Linked DNA regions of Danio rerio: regions 1 and 3 are each linked to region 2. Evidence: chromatin contacts called from public HiCAR-type and HiChIP or PLAC-seq data. All regions are on one chromosome and are shown on one strand. Each heading gives the region's core, a stretch centred on a gene start, on an enhancer-like site or on the middle of the called end of the contact. The rest is flanking DNA. Distances are from core to core; before and after follow the strand shown. Region 1 holds the start of hoxa9a (homeobox A9a). Region 2 holds the start of tax1bp1a (Tax1 (human T-cell leukemia virus type I) binding protein 1a). Region 3 holds the start of hoxa1a (homeobox A1a).

Region 1 (4,164 bases), core at 1,165-3,664, 150 kb before region 2:
AGTTAGTATATTTTGGTTCAGAGTTTTCAGAGTTTTATTTCACAGTTGTATCTATTAAAGTAAGAGTTTGGTCACCTAAAATCTTTAAGAATAAATATAATACCTATAATTCAAACGACTTATTGCAAAAATAAATGACACTCTACAAAAGGTCAAGTAAATTGTATATGTTGTTTCTTTAGATTTTTATCATGCCTTACAATTTTATTTAATACCTCTGAAGGCGTTCACGTTTCTTCCAAAATAGCTCTCATCATAAAAATGTAATGAATCTCTTCGTTTATGCTTACATAGCACACAAAGCAAAAAATAAAAAATAAAAAAATAGATAAAATTCAATAAAAGAAAAGAAATATAACTGGACAATAATTCTACCTAATTTAAATTCAATACATTTATTTTTCTCATGTTACAGAATGCACATGTATTCAAAAAACACAAGCATAAAACAATCTATAAAACCTTACATTTACAAGTAACGTATTACATATTTTTTTCAACGTAAATGCTATTAAAAATATAAAACAGACTACAAAATTTAAGGCAGACATATTTGGAGATATGAAATGCTTTTATTATTCAATAAATAAAATCACAGAATACATCTAAGAAATGTAAACAAATAAAAACAAATAAAAAAAACGCAATGAAGGTCAACAGACCATGAGGTATTTGTATAGTTGCCTACAATACTTTTGTATCTACTGTTCATGTTTCACTTGTTCCCTGAAGTTCGTAAACTTCATCCAATATCATATCTGTTGATATGGCATGAAAAATTTGTTCGAATAAAAAAAGGCAGTGAAGTGACTATAGGTAGTGGTAATGACATTACAAAAGCCAGTTCTTAGGCCACATTTTGTAAATCTTTGCAGAAATGCATGAACTTAAAATCCTCGGTCTAAAGCTACATTATTAGCTAATTAGCGTCTGAAATATGCAACGCTGATATACAATATACTAATCTAAAACCGAAGGGGATAGCACAGTTGGATTCAACGTTCATTCATTCCTTAAAAAATCTAACCTGAATAATACCGTTTTTTTTTTAATATTCAAACCTGCGTCGAAAAACAAACTAAAGGAAGTTGTGCCTTAACATGAAACCAATTACGACAAACAAACAGTCAAATTTACTTATGAAACAACTTGATCCCAGCATGCTTTAAGACATTTATAATTTAGGCTACTTAAAAAAGGACACAAAATCTAACGTAAAATCCCACAACAAAATAAATTCAGTAACAGGATGGATCATCTCTCATCCTCACCTACATGAAGTGCTTTAGTCTTAGTCTTCCTTCGTTTCATTTTTGTTGAACTTTTTCATCTTCATCCTGCGGTTTTGGAACCAAATTTTGACCTGTCTCTCCGTGAGGTTCAGTAGACGGGCGACTTCGTATCGCCGGTCGCGCGTGAGGTAAGTGTTAAATAAAAACTCTTTCTCCAGCTCGAGGATCTGGTGCTTAGTATAAGGACAGCGTTTTTTACGCGTCGAGCTCGCATGAAGCCAGTTGGACACAGGGTTTTCTGGGAAAAGGTAGAGGGAAGGGAATGAGGGTATCGAAATTATAAGCGAGCAGCAATGTTCTTTCTTTCATTCATTTTAAAATTTATATATATTTAAAATCCAGGCAGCTGCATAAATCACAGTTAGTCAAACAAATCTCCCACGCTTGTTACAATCCCAAATCTAATGTTTAGCAAAATAGTTCGAACTATTTTACAGAAGGCAACTACATGAGAATCGTGACATCACATTATCAAAAGTACTATAAATTGATATCATTGTACTTATATATCCGACAATTTGGTCAGCTTACCTGGATCAGCGCCCGGTTTCCCCTCGATGTCGCCACTCTTTTCAGCAGTTCGGCTAGATTCTGCTTCTGTTTTGGTAGAACATCCTCCGTTTGTGAAGACTTCAGGCTGTAGTATAGTATGCGGACTGTATTCCGTGCCGTCATCATTCGTTTCATTCGTATCGGATTTGGCATGATTGTGATTAACCGTCGGTGGCTCAGTTTGAGGTAACCCACATGCAGAATCCAAGAGCCAAGACTGCACATAATCCCCAACTACTGGAGGTTGCGCATGGGGCTGATATACTGACGGTACACCAGTGGAGAAGTGCGTTGGGATGTGCCCCCAATCTGAGGTACCATAAACGGGTTGCTTTGCCGGGAATGTGCAGGGGCCGAGGTCTGAAAGGTCTGCAGGTAGAATGGTTGGCCTGTGCTGAATAAGCCCTAAACCCGAGGAGAAGCGAGTCTCCTCGCTGCCCGGTATAACAATAGAGTCAACGTAGTATCCTGTCAAAGCTCCGGATGTCGACATGGCAGGAGCGCTCTCTCATGCACACACACACACACACACACATTAAAAATAACACACACATACAGTGACACACTCACAAAATAGCAATATGTGAAAATGGAGAGGCAACTTCCCCCTCTCAAAGCCCCAGTCAGATAATAAGTTGAGAGCAAAGTGCCATTTGATTGGGTGAAGTGACCACGTGACCACTGGTACGGGGGAAAATCGATCAAATAAAAAAAAGAAAAAAAACTCAGATTTTAATAACTGAAAAAAAAACATTTCTATCCAGTGGAAACAATTAACAAATGGGACATAATTAAGACAAGAATATCGTTGAGAAATTAACCATCTAAAAAGAAGGAAATGTTCTCTCATTTATTGGATAGGACAATAGAAGCACAATCTAAATGTTGCATCGTTTACAAAATTTTACGCTCTGTCTGACATAAATTAACTAAATTCGCACAACCTTACCGCAGACCAACACGGACCGGATATTTTGACAGAATGTAGACTACTGTAAACAATCATACATTTATCTGAGATACCTGTTTATGTATATACTTCTTTTAGATTTGGCAATAAAAACAAAAGTATTCCAATTCAATATATATTTTTATTTTATGTACATGAAAAAAAAAATTGTTTGCAAATGAACATGGTCAGCAAAGTCAACAGCATGGGCGCCTACTGCTATATAGGCAATACACAAAATTCCAGGTTGGTTCTACCCGTTTTAAAATAAAATAACATTTTATAAACCATGGACAAAAACCAACCACTAGGTACATTTTTTTAAATAAACATTTATTTAAATAAAAACTGAGTTTTGTGAATAATAATTTAATAATCCAAAGAACCTGCACAACAACAATAATACTATAATTATTGTTTGGTCGATGTTAAAGAATTTTAAAAAATCAAATCACAATAGGAAGACTGATTTTAAAATGTAAATAGTATCTAAATAAACGTGCGTTCTTTATGCGCGAAAATTATACTCTTGAAGAGTACATTATTACAAAATGTTCGATATCAATGAGAATACTACAATACACGTTTGGCTGAGCATAAGTTAAAACAGAAGTAAGCTATACAAGAATATGGAAGCTAATTTGGAAATAAATATATTAGCTACCAATAGTTAGCCTAGATCGAAACTAGGCTACAATAATGTCAAATTGTTACACGGAATTTTATTTTATTAATTATTAGTATTAATAGAGTAGCATAAATACATTTTATTTTAGGTATTTTAATAACAACACTCAGTGTAATTGTAACACAAAACAACTAATCAGTGTAATGTGTCGTTACACGTAAATTTAAACACTGCAAAAAAAAAAAAAAAAATTGGAGATAAATTGAGTACATTTCTGTGTACCACTTCACAGTACGATTTCATTAGTTAATGTATTCAATCAACAAAACGTTTATTACAAGTTATTTATTTTTTGTTAGAGTTAATGGAAATAAGGTTTTTCATTGTTTATTTTAACTCACAGTGCATTAACAGTGCACAGTGCATTTAGATTTTAAAAATGCATTAGTAAATGATAAGCAGTGATTAATAGTAAATACTTCAACTAATAAAACCTTATTGCAAAGTGTGTCCTATTTATGTCGCTTATATAAATCATAGGGAACAAAAAGAATACACAATTTAATTAATGGCACATGCAAACAAATTTAACATGATTTCTGAACTTTCCTTTTAGAATGCAAAATGTTTGTAAATTAAAATAAAATAACGATATTTTAGCTTGTTTGAATATTATTCTCAACAGCCATATTAGTACACAAAATATCAAACCTGCATCGGCTCTTATAACAAATATTATTCAG
Region 2 (3,573 bases), core at 756-3,255:
TAATGGGCTGAACTTGCAGTTTAGGAAATTTCCATTCAAAATAACGATCCAATTATTTTAAATAATGATGTTTTGATAAGCATACTAATATATGTTTGTTTTTGTGATTGTACTTTATATTCATGGTGTTATAAAAATAACATTGCAATTGGTATTTTAGTGTGACAGTAAATATTCACATAATTCATGCAAAGGATCATTAGACAGAGAAAATGGGTGCACAATTCTTTTGCAATTTCATTTATTTGAAAGATGTTTTACATCAAACAAACAAGCAAACAAAAAGTACTTGCTTTTTGTTATTATAATTTTAATAAGCCTTTAGCAGCATATGTCAGCATCCTGATAATACCATTGTGATTAAAAACATCGGCAATTATTGCCACAAATTCAATTATACATGAGATGTTTTCTCACCATATGAATTAAAAGACCTGAGATAAGGAGCTTACTAAAGGGATCATGTAAAAATCAATGACAGTATAAGTTAAAGTCAAGTATAAAATAAATCTAATTCATGGAGTTATTAGGTTAAGCACATAATAAAATATTTGCCATATGAAAACTTAAGTGACATAAAAGCTTAATTGCATTCTAAACTTGTTAAAAAGGTAGATTTTTAAAATAGATACTTAAAACATTGAAATGGTTAATAGTTTACAGTTTAAGAAACATTTTAACTATAATATGCAAGCTATGAGCTCCTAAACCCCAACTGGATTGCACAACTTGTATTGCTTAAAAAGTAAACAGTGCATTGCATATTGTGCACAATGCCTGATCATATATTTCTACAGACATGCTCAAGCATACTCCACGTATGTGCACAAAACTGACAACAAAATAAAAAAAAAAGAAAAATCTAAATTCCCGAACCAAGTTACTCTTTGCAATAACATTAACGGCGTATTTATCAACTTAGTCTGTCAACAGACGATTAATGAGGAAATGACCTACCCAATATGAGCTCCACATGTTTATTGCTTCTTTTATAAAAATTCCGATACCCTCTAAACAAAGCGGCCATGCTTATTCCCCTTGACCTCAGCGCCTAGAGACAGTTGTGTACGAGTCAGGAACACAGGGGGCGGGTCCTATGACTGACATCTCCCTTCCACCAATCACTGATACGGATTTGATTATCAACCAATTAGATCGAGATCGTCGTTCAGATATCATGGAGTTTCTCCCCGCATTCATGCTGTGATTTCTTTGAATAGAATTAAGGAGATACTACTTAAAAGATTAAGAATGGCTAGACGTTTTTGACTTCTAAGCGAATGTATGGTCACTGTATGAACTTGTTGTCCTTGCGCTTAAAGGAGAACAACCACACTTTGCTCCGAATCCAAAACACAGTTGCTAAACAAATGAAAAAATACAAAGACCCTTTCCTAGTACATGAATAAGGTTTCTGAAGTTCTCTTTTCTGTTGTAAAATTGTTTAAAGATCTTTAATTCGTCTCGTAACGTTATTCAACTTATATGAAACAACAATTCTACAACTGTTTGTGAGGCCTTATAAATGATCTGTTTGCTTTGCTCGATAATTGCATTACATTTTCTACCCTCGCTTTTCATACATTATACTCGATTCAATGTATAAAAAACGCATTTCATTGATTAAACTGTTCCAATTTTCAATTCAATCACAGTTTCCATATAGTTCCATGATAGTGTACGCTTAGCATTTTCTATTTATATGTTTTAATGAAGCAATAACTAACTCGTAAACGAATCGTCCTTTTAAACCTTAGAAGTGAACTGAAATGATTCTCTCACGAACTGAATCTTAGCTTACAAGTAAAACATTCAAGGTGAACCGGGGTCTCTTTTAACCGCATAGTGTTCGAGAGGACACAGATTCGCTCGAAAGAGTCGGACCCATCGCTCTTTTGTGGGGGTTCACCACTAACCAATGGTAGTACAAGAATATCTGTGACATGAATAAATAAACCAATCACAGAGCGCGACCTACCGGAAGTTTCATGACGTATCTAGGTCCCAAAACATGTTGACACCCGGTTCAGTTTTATGACAGGGACGCTCTCAGTCTGCGTTGACTAGCAATCTAAACAACAAGAGTTATCAGATCTTCAAGTTAACATGGATTACAGGTATAATAGATTTATTCAGCGATGACTTGTATATTTATAGTGACAATTTTGGAAACAGAATTTGTAATTGCGTGCTTGTTATCGCAATGTATTTAGGGCTGGGATTGCAGTGAAGAGATTAAAACTCATTTCATTAGCTCATTCTCTAAGGTCACCGGCAGTAATAATTTTGGCGTATAATATAGGAAAAGGAACGCATTTTACTATACGTTTAGTGCAACTATCATTAAAACCCGCAGTGGCTTGTTATTTAGCAACATAATTCAAGAGAAACTGCATATACAGTAGGCTACCTTTCGGTTAAAACAGACATGTTTCAGTAAGACAAAGAATAGTACGTTTTTAAGCTTTTGTATCGTCAGTTCGGGTGGAATATATATATTATTGTAAAATAAATTAGCTGTCGACGATAAAGGCCTGGAAAGGGATGACAGCACCATCAGCAGTTCCATGAATACAGGCCTACTCGGCATCGCCCCATCCAGCCTGAACTAGGGCAGGTCTTCCTTATGCAGCTCATTTATAAACCATTTCTATACATTACAGTTTTAGCTAAGGTAAATATGTCCTAATAACATTTTCATAACATCCTTTTTACGTTTTCTGAATGCTCTTTGTAAACGTCTGCTTTTCTACATGTTTAAAAAATATGTTAAACAAGATTTTTCTTGTTTTGATTAATGCTGAGGAAACTTTCCATTTTATAATTTGCAACCAACATGGGAACGTTATGTTTTCTGAACATTCTAAGATTCGTTCAGCTGCAATGTTTTAGGCAAAGTACCATAGACAACGTAAAATATTCAATATTCAATATTATTACTAAACATTTATCCTCAAAAACATAAAGGCGACATGAAGAATATTCATTCAAAACTTTGAGAGAATGTTAGACTTTCATACGCCAATATTTTTAAACTTTTAAAGTAACACTATGAACTAAGAATTTAAACATGCATATCAGAAATTAAAATTAATCAGAAGATACTTAAAATGTAGATTTATGTAGACAATTTTTATAATACTTGATTCTTATAGGTTCATTCATTCATTCATTCATTAAATTTTTGGCTTAGTCCCTTTATCAATCGGGACTCACCATCAGAATGAACTGCCAACTTATCCAGCATATGTTTTACGCAGTGGATGCCCTTCCAGCTGCAACCCATCACTGGGAAACACCCAAACACACTCATTCACTACAAACATTTTGGCCTACCCAATTCACCTATACCGCATGTCTTTGGATCTGTGAGGGGAAACCAGGAAACCCACGCAAATATGGGGAGAACGTGCAAACAGAAACACCAACTGATCCAGCCAAGGCTCGAACCAGCGACCATCTTGCTATGAGGCGACAGTGCTACTCACTACACTACCGCACCACCATTCTTATAGGTTAATCATAATAAATGATGAAGTATAAAAACGGGACAAGGTCTAATAATTCATCTTT
Region 3 (3,994 bases), core at 1,412-3,911, 190 kb before region 2:
TACCTTTGAAGTTATAAGACGTTAAAGACACAGAATATAAAGTAGGGTTTTTGCACAGGTGAAAAACTCCTCAGCTATGCTCAGTTTAGCTTTAACCCTAATTAAACACACCTGATCCATCTAATTGAGTCATGCGGGCTTGTTTGAAACCTATGTATGTTGGAGCAGGATTGGAAATGAACTGAGGACTGAGGAACCTATTTTGACACCCGTGTTATTTTATTCAGATCAAGATATTGTTATCCTACTTCCCCGCTCCCAGCTTTGTAAAGCAAACTAAGCTGCAACATGAGTCAGACATCCCATCAACACTGATGGGGTCAGACCGACTCATTCTTGTTTGATAGTTGAGATGATTTAATCGATCGTCATGTTTTTTGTTTCTCTTCGATAAACTAACAGGTCAATAGGGTTGTCACCGCGAATAACGGTGACAGCATTGCGCATCTTCTATCGTGGATAAACATGCTTAATGTGCCAATATCACTTCGTCCCTGAGGAAAGAACCACACGCGGACGCATATATCAGTTACGGAGGCAGAGAGCTAGTTATTGGTGGATTTAAGACTGCAAACAAGCAATCGATAAATCAAACTTAACAGTTCATTCCACAAAATGTATATTTAAATATTAAATAATAGTGCTTAGATTGCTGGTTTAAATTTTTAAGACAGATTGTCAGCAGTGTTTTAGAGTTAGTTGTTTCTGTGAGGGTTGACAGACATTAGAACCATCAAAAGTAATACAGTATTTGAATAAATTGTACTTATAAGATACATTTTAATTATCACATGATTTCACCCGTATCTTGATCTTTTTCTAACGCATTTCTAAATTAAAGGAAACTTTAATTCCGACTGATAAAACTCAGCATCACCGGAGAACAACTTCAGACAATTGCGTATGCTGCAAAACTCACAACACAAGAATTAACAACACTTTGCATCGTCCAGAGAATTTGTCAATTACAGACACTATTTCCCGAAAGATTTAACAGATTCACTAGTAATGCATCCCCTAAATATATTGCACTATTTCCTTCGGTTCTTGAGGTAGACATTTTGACAAGTGGTTTACAAGTTCAAACTAAGACGCGCGTAAAAGTGCAGCATTTGTTATTACTGTGCACAAAAATGCACAAGCCACTTCTTTCTATCCAGGTGCTTGACAAAGTGCCCAAGACAATTAACAGTTATTTCACATTAACATAAATAGTGCACAGATAAACAATGAGTGATCAAAATGGTCGAGTTAGAAACGGTTGGTCGCTAAAACACTCTTCCACTTATGTTAAAACATGATGTACAAATAACCATAAGACAAGTCACAAACAATTTTGCATTATTGTTTACAATTTGAAAGAACAAATGTGAAAGCTGTTTAATTAGAGGAGTATGCCTCAACAGTTGGTGAAGGAGAGGGCGTGGATGGTGCAGAGGGCGACTTTTCAGATGCATCCTCTGTTTTTTCGAGACCATCTTTCTGTTCGGACAAAGATTTCGGCAAAAGACCTTCCTTTTCGCGCTTCTTTTGTTTCATACGGCGATTTTGAAACCATATCTTCACCTGAGTCTCATTCAATTGGAGAGAAGCCGCGATCTCCACGCGCCTTGCGCGAGTCAAGTACTTATTGAAATGAAACTCCTTTTCAAGCTCTGTCAGCTGTTTTGTCGAAAAATTGGTGCGTACAGTGTTTGGCTGCCCACCAAATCCATACTCCCCAGCTTTTCCTTAAGAGAGAGAATGAAAAGAAGAATAAATGAATGTGTGTATGCATACTAGGCTATATTGTTATGTCAAGTCCCATATCTTAGGTTTCTTCAGATGTTTATGTAACCAGTGTTGGACATGCAATATTAAGTCAGGACTTGTATTCCGTATCGGGAGAAAAAATAATTACGACTTGTAAAATTTAAGTCACTCACCTGTTTTTGGCGGGTTGCGTTTAACCTTCATCCAGTCAAATGTCTGTCCCGTGGGCACGCCATCTGATAGAGGTGAACAACAAGCATCATGATGAGGCACATGCAGAGGGGAAAGCGGATTTGAGCAGCCCGCCACAAACGTAAGGTTTGCCTGATCCGAACTATTACCATATGTGGCTGAGCCGTACTGGAACTGGCCATGGAGGTGAACGTTTCCGCTACTGTAACCATGACGATGATGACGGTGCTGCACAACAGTGGAAGAAATATTTCCAGAGTAAACTAACGGGCCACACTGGGGAAAGCTCACAGACGATTCCACGTCCTGATTTAGGGCATAGTGATTGTATCCAGTGCAAAAACTTTGAGTTCCATAACTTGGATGGGCGCTGTAGGTAATTGACAAAGTCCCGGGGGACTGGTACGAGCCGGCCTGTTGTGGCTGAGAGTTAATTACATCTTGTGACGATATATTGGACATGAACCGTTCATCTCCACTGCAGCTATTTAACCTAACAGCACACGACGATTGGAATGTTGAAAGTCCGTGATCACCGTGGAACGCCCTGACTGAGCACGAGCCCCCGCTACCTCCATCTCCACCACCACTTATGGACGAAAAATCTAAGAATGTGCTCATTGTGTCATCTTCTTGGGCGTCTCAGCTCGTGGTTGCCACACTGACAGAACTTTGGGCCCGGAACTGATTAACGTCGCACCATTCACCCTGGGTTGAGCCGAGGCACCCTTCTGCCTCCTTCAATCAGTCGTGGATTGGAGGTGTTCGGGCGCTAGTGATATGAATGACCAGTGACAGTCACGTGGGCTGGGTCAGCCAGTGATCAGTTGTGCTGTCTCATCTTGATCTTAAGTGGCCTTGCACTGACAGGTTGTCGTTAAAGACCAGGCTTATGCAAATGCCGACCTCTTGTCCATCAACGTTACGTAGGCCCACCTTTACTTCTGCTGAAAGGATAGATTCGCTGGCAGATACGCTAAGAGGGACGTTGTCTCACAGACAGCGTCCCGGCAGCATCAGCTTCTCGGTGTGTGGATTTTTTTTAAAGAAATGCTTCAGGTAAGATGATCTCAAAACCACAAAGAAATTATGTAAAGTTAGTATCTTTTTCTGGTTCACAATTCGGGTAGCAATATCCTATCAGCTATAGGCTCTAGTGTATCGGCTTTCGTCAACTTAGTAAGTGTATAAAAATGATAAACTGACTACCACTCATCGTATTGTTATTTTTTCGGTGTAGCCAGCACAGTTATATTTGTTGTTTTTTAATACGTTAGGCTTAGCTACTTGATAAAAACATTGGCTGTAGCCCACTGTATATTTATTACTGCTATAAGCTATTTAGCCTATGTCTATGTATGCTAACTGTCAACATTAAGCAGCAAGGAACTAAGGACTTGGAACTTACTTGGAACTAAGAACTTACATGTTGAAATAAATACATTAGCGGGATTTCTGTTTTTGCTGAATGCTATTTTGTGATTAGTATTCACAGACTGATCAATAATCACAGGGAAGACGATGTATTTTATCCACAATCCTATGTGGAGCAGAGGAGACACGCGCCCCCTCTGGAGGAAATTGGACATTTTTATACCTTTTTTCTTTTTTCAAAATGGCGCTTTACACAAGCTTACTACGGCCTAGTATTTCTTATGCCACTATTTTTTTTACAGCAACAAGCCTGACAAATAAGGCAAGAAAAAATAACAGCATAAATATAAAGTGTAATGTACTTAAATGAAATGGAGTCATAGTTTATAAAAACTGTAGAACCACTTAGTGGCCAAATGTTCACTCTGTTAGATGTGGGGAAAAATATCTAAAAATAAAAACTATTGTAGTTGATTAAATATTTGTTTATTCATACGAAAAAAAGCATTTTAAAACATCTTCAATAAAGACATTATAAACATTTGTAACGTTATTTCAATCAGGACAAAAAGCAAAAAGACTAAGACAAATTGGGGAGGACGTGCAGTGAAATATGTTGTATGAGTGTTTTGTGTAATCCTAATGACGGGGTGTAAAACGCCAATAAAAAGATTAA

The links. HiCAR-type assays count read pairs that join an accessible place to other places. HiChIP or PLAC-seq counts read pairs in DNA pulled down with a chosen protein or histone mark.
Region 1: a HiCAR-type map of caudal fin shows a contact between it and region 2, with 4 times the contacts expected there. The contact joins the promoter of hoxa9a here to the promoter of tax1bp1a in region 2. A contact is called at or near these places in 2 of 18 Hi-C or Micro-C datasets (caudal fin and hematopoietic stem cells) and 1 of 4 datasets of contacts at active chromatin or transcription factors (caudal fin).
Region 3: an H3K4me3 HiChIP or PLAC-seq map of gastrula embryo shows a contact between it and region 2, with 4 times the contacts expected there. The contact joins the promoter of hoxa1a here to the promoter of tax1bp1a in region 2. A contact is called at or near these places in 2 of 4 datasets of contacts at active chromatin or transcription factors (embryo and gastrula embryo).

What each region holds. Positions count from the first base shown.
Region 1 is chr19:22,007,763-22,011,926 of GRCz12tu, reverse strand. hoxa9a (homeobox A9a) reads right to left here and starts at 2,414. Exons shown (of 2, transcript NM_131532.2): 1 at 1,824-2,414; 2 at 376-1,530. The coding sequence starts at 2,337. The coding sequence ends at 1,292. It also overlaps a transcript of evx1 not described here.
Region 2 is chr19:21,856,733-21,860,305 of GRCz12tu, reverse strand. It overlaps tax1bp1a (Tax1 (human T-cell leukemia virus type I) binding protein 1a), which reads left to right and starts at 2,005. Exons shown (of 17, transcript NM_001346178.1): 1 at 2,005-2,117. hibadha (3-hydroxyisobutyrate dehydrogenase a) reads right to left here and starts at 1,046. Exons shown (of 8, transcript NM_001003646.2): 1 at 958-1,046. The coding sequence starts at 1,027.
Region 3 is chr19:22,044,374-22,048,367 of GRCz12tu, reverse strand. hoxa1a (homeobox A1a) reads right to left here and starts at 2,661. Exons shown (of 2, transcript NM_131536.2): 1 at 1,926-2,661; 2 at 1,359-1,730. The coding sequence starts at 2,565. The coding sequence ends at 1,381. It also overlaps a transcript of evx1 not described here.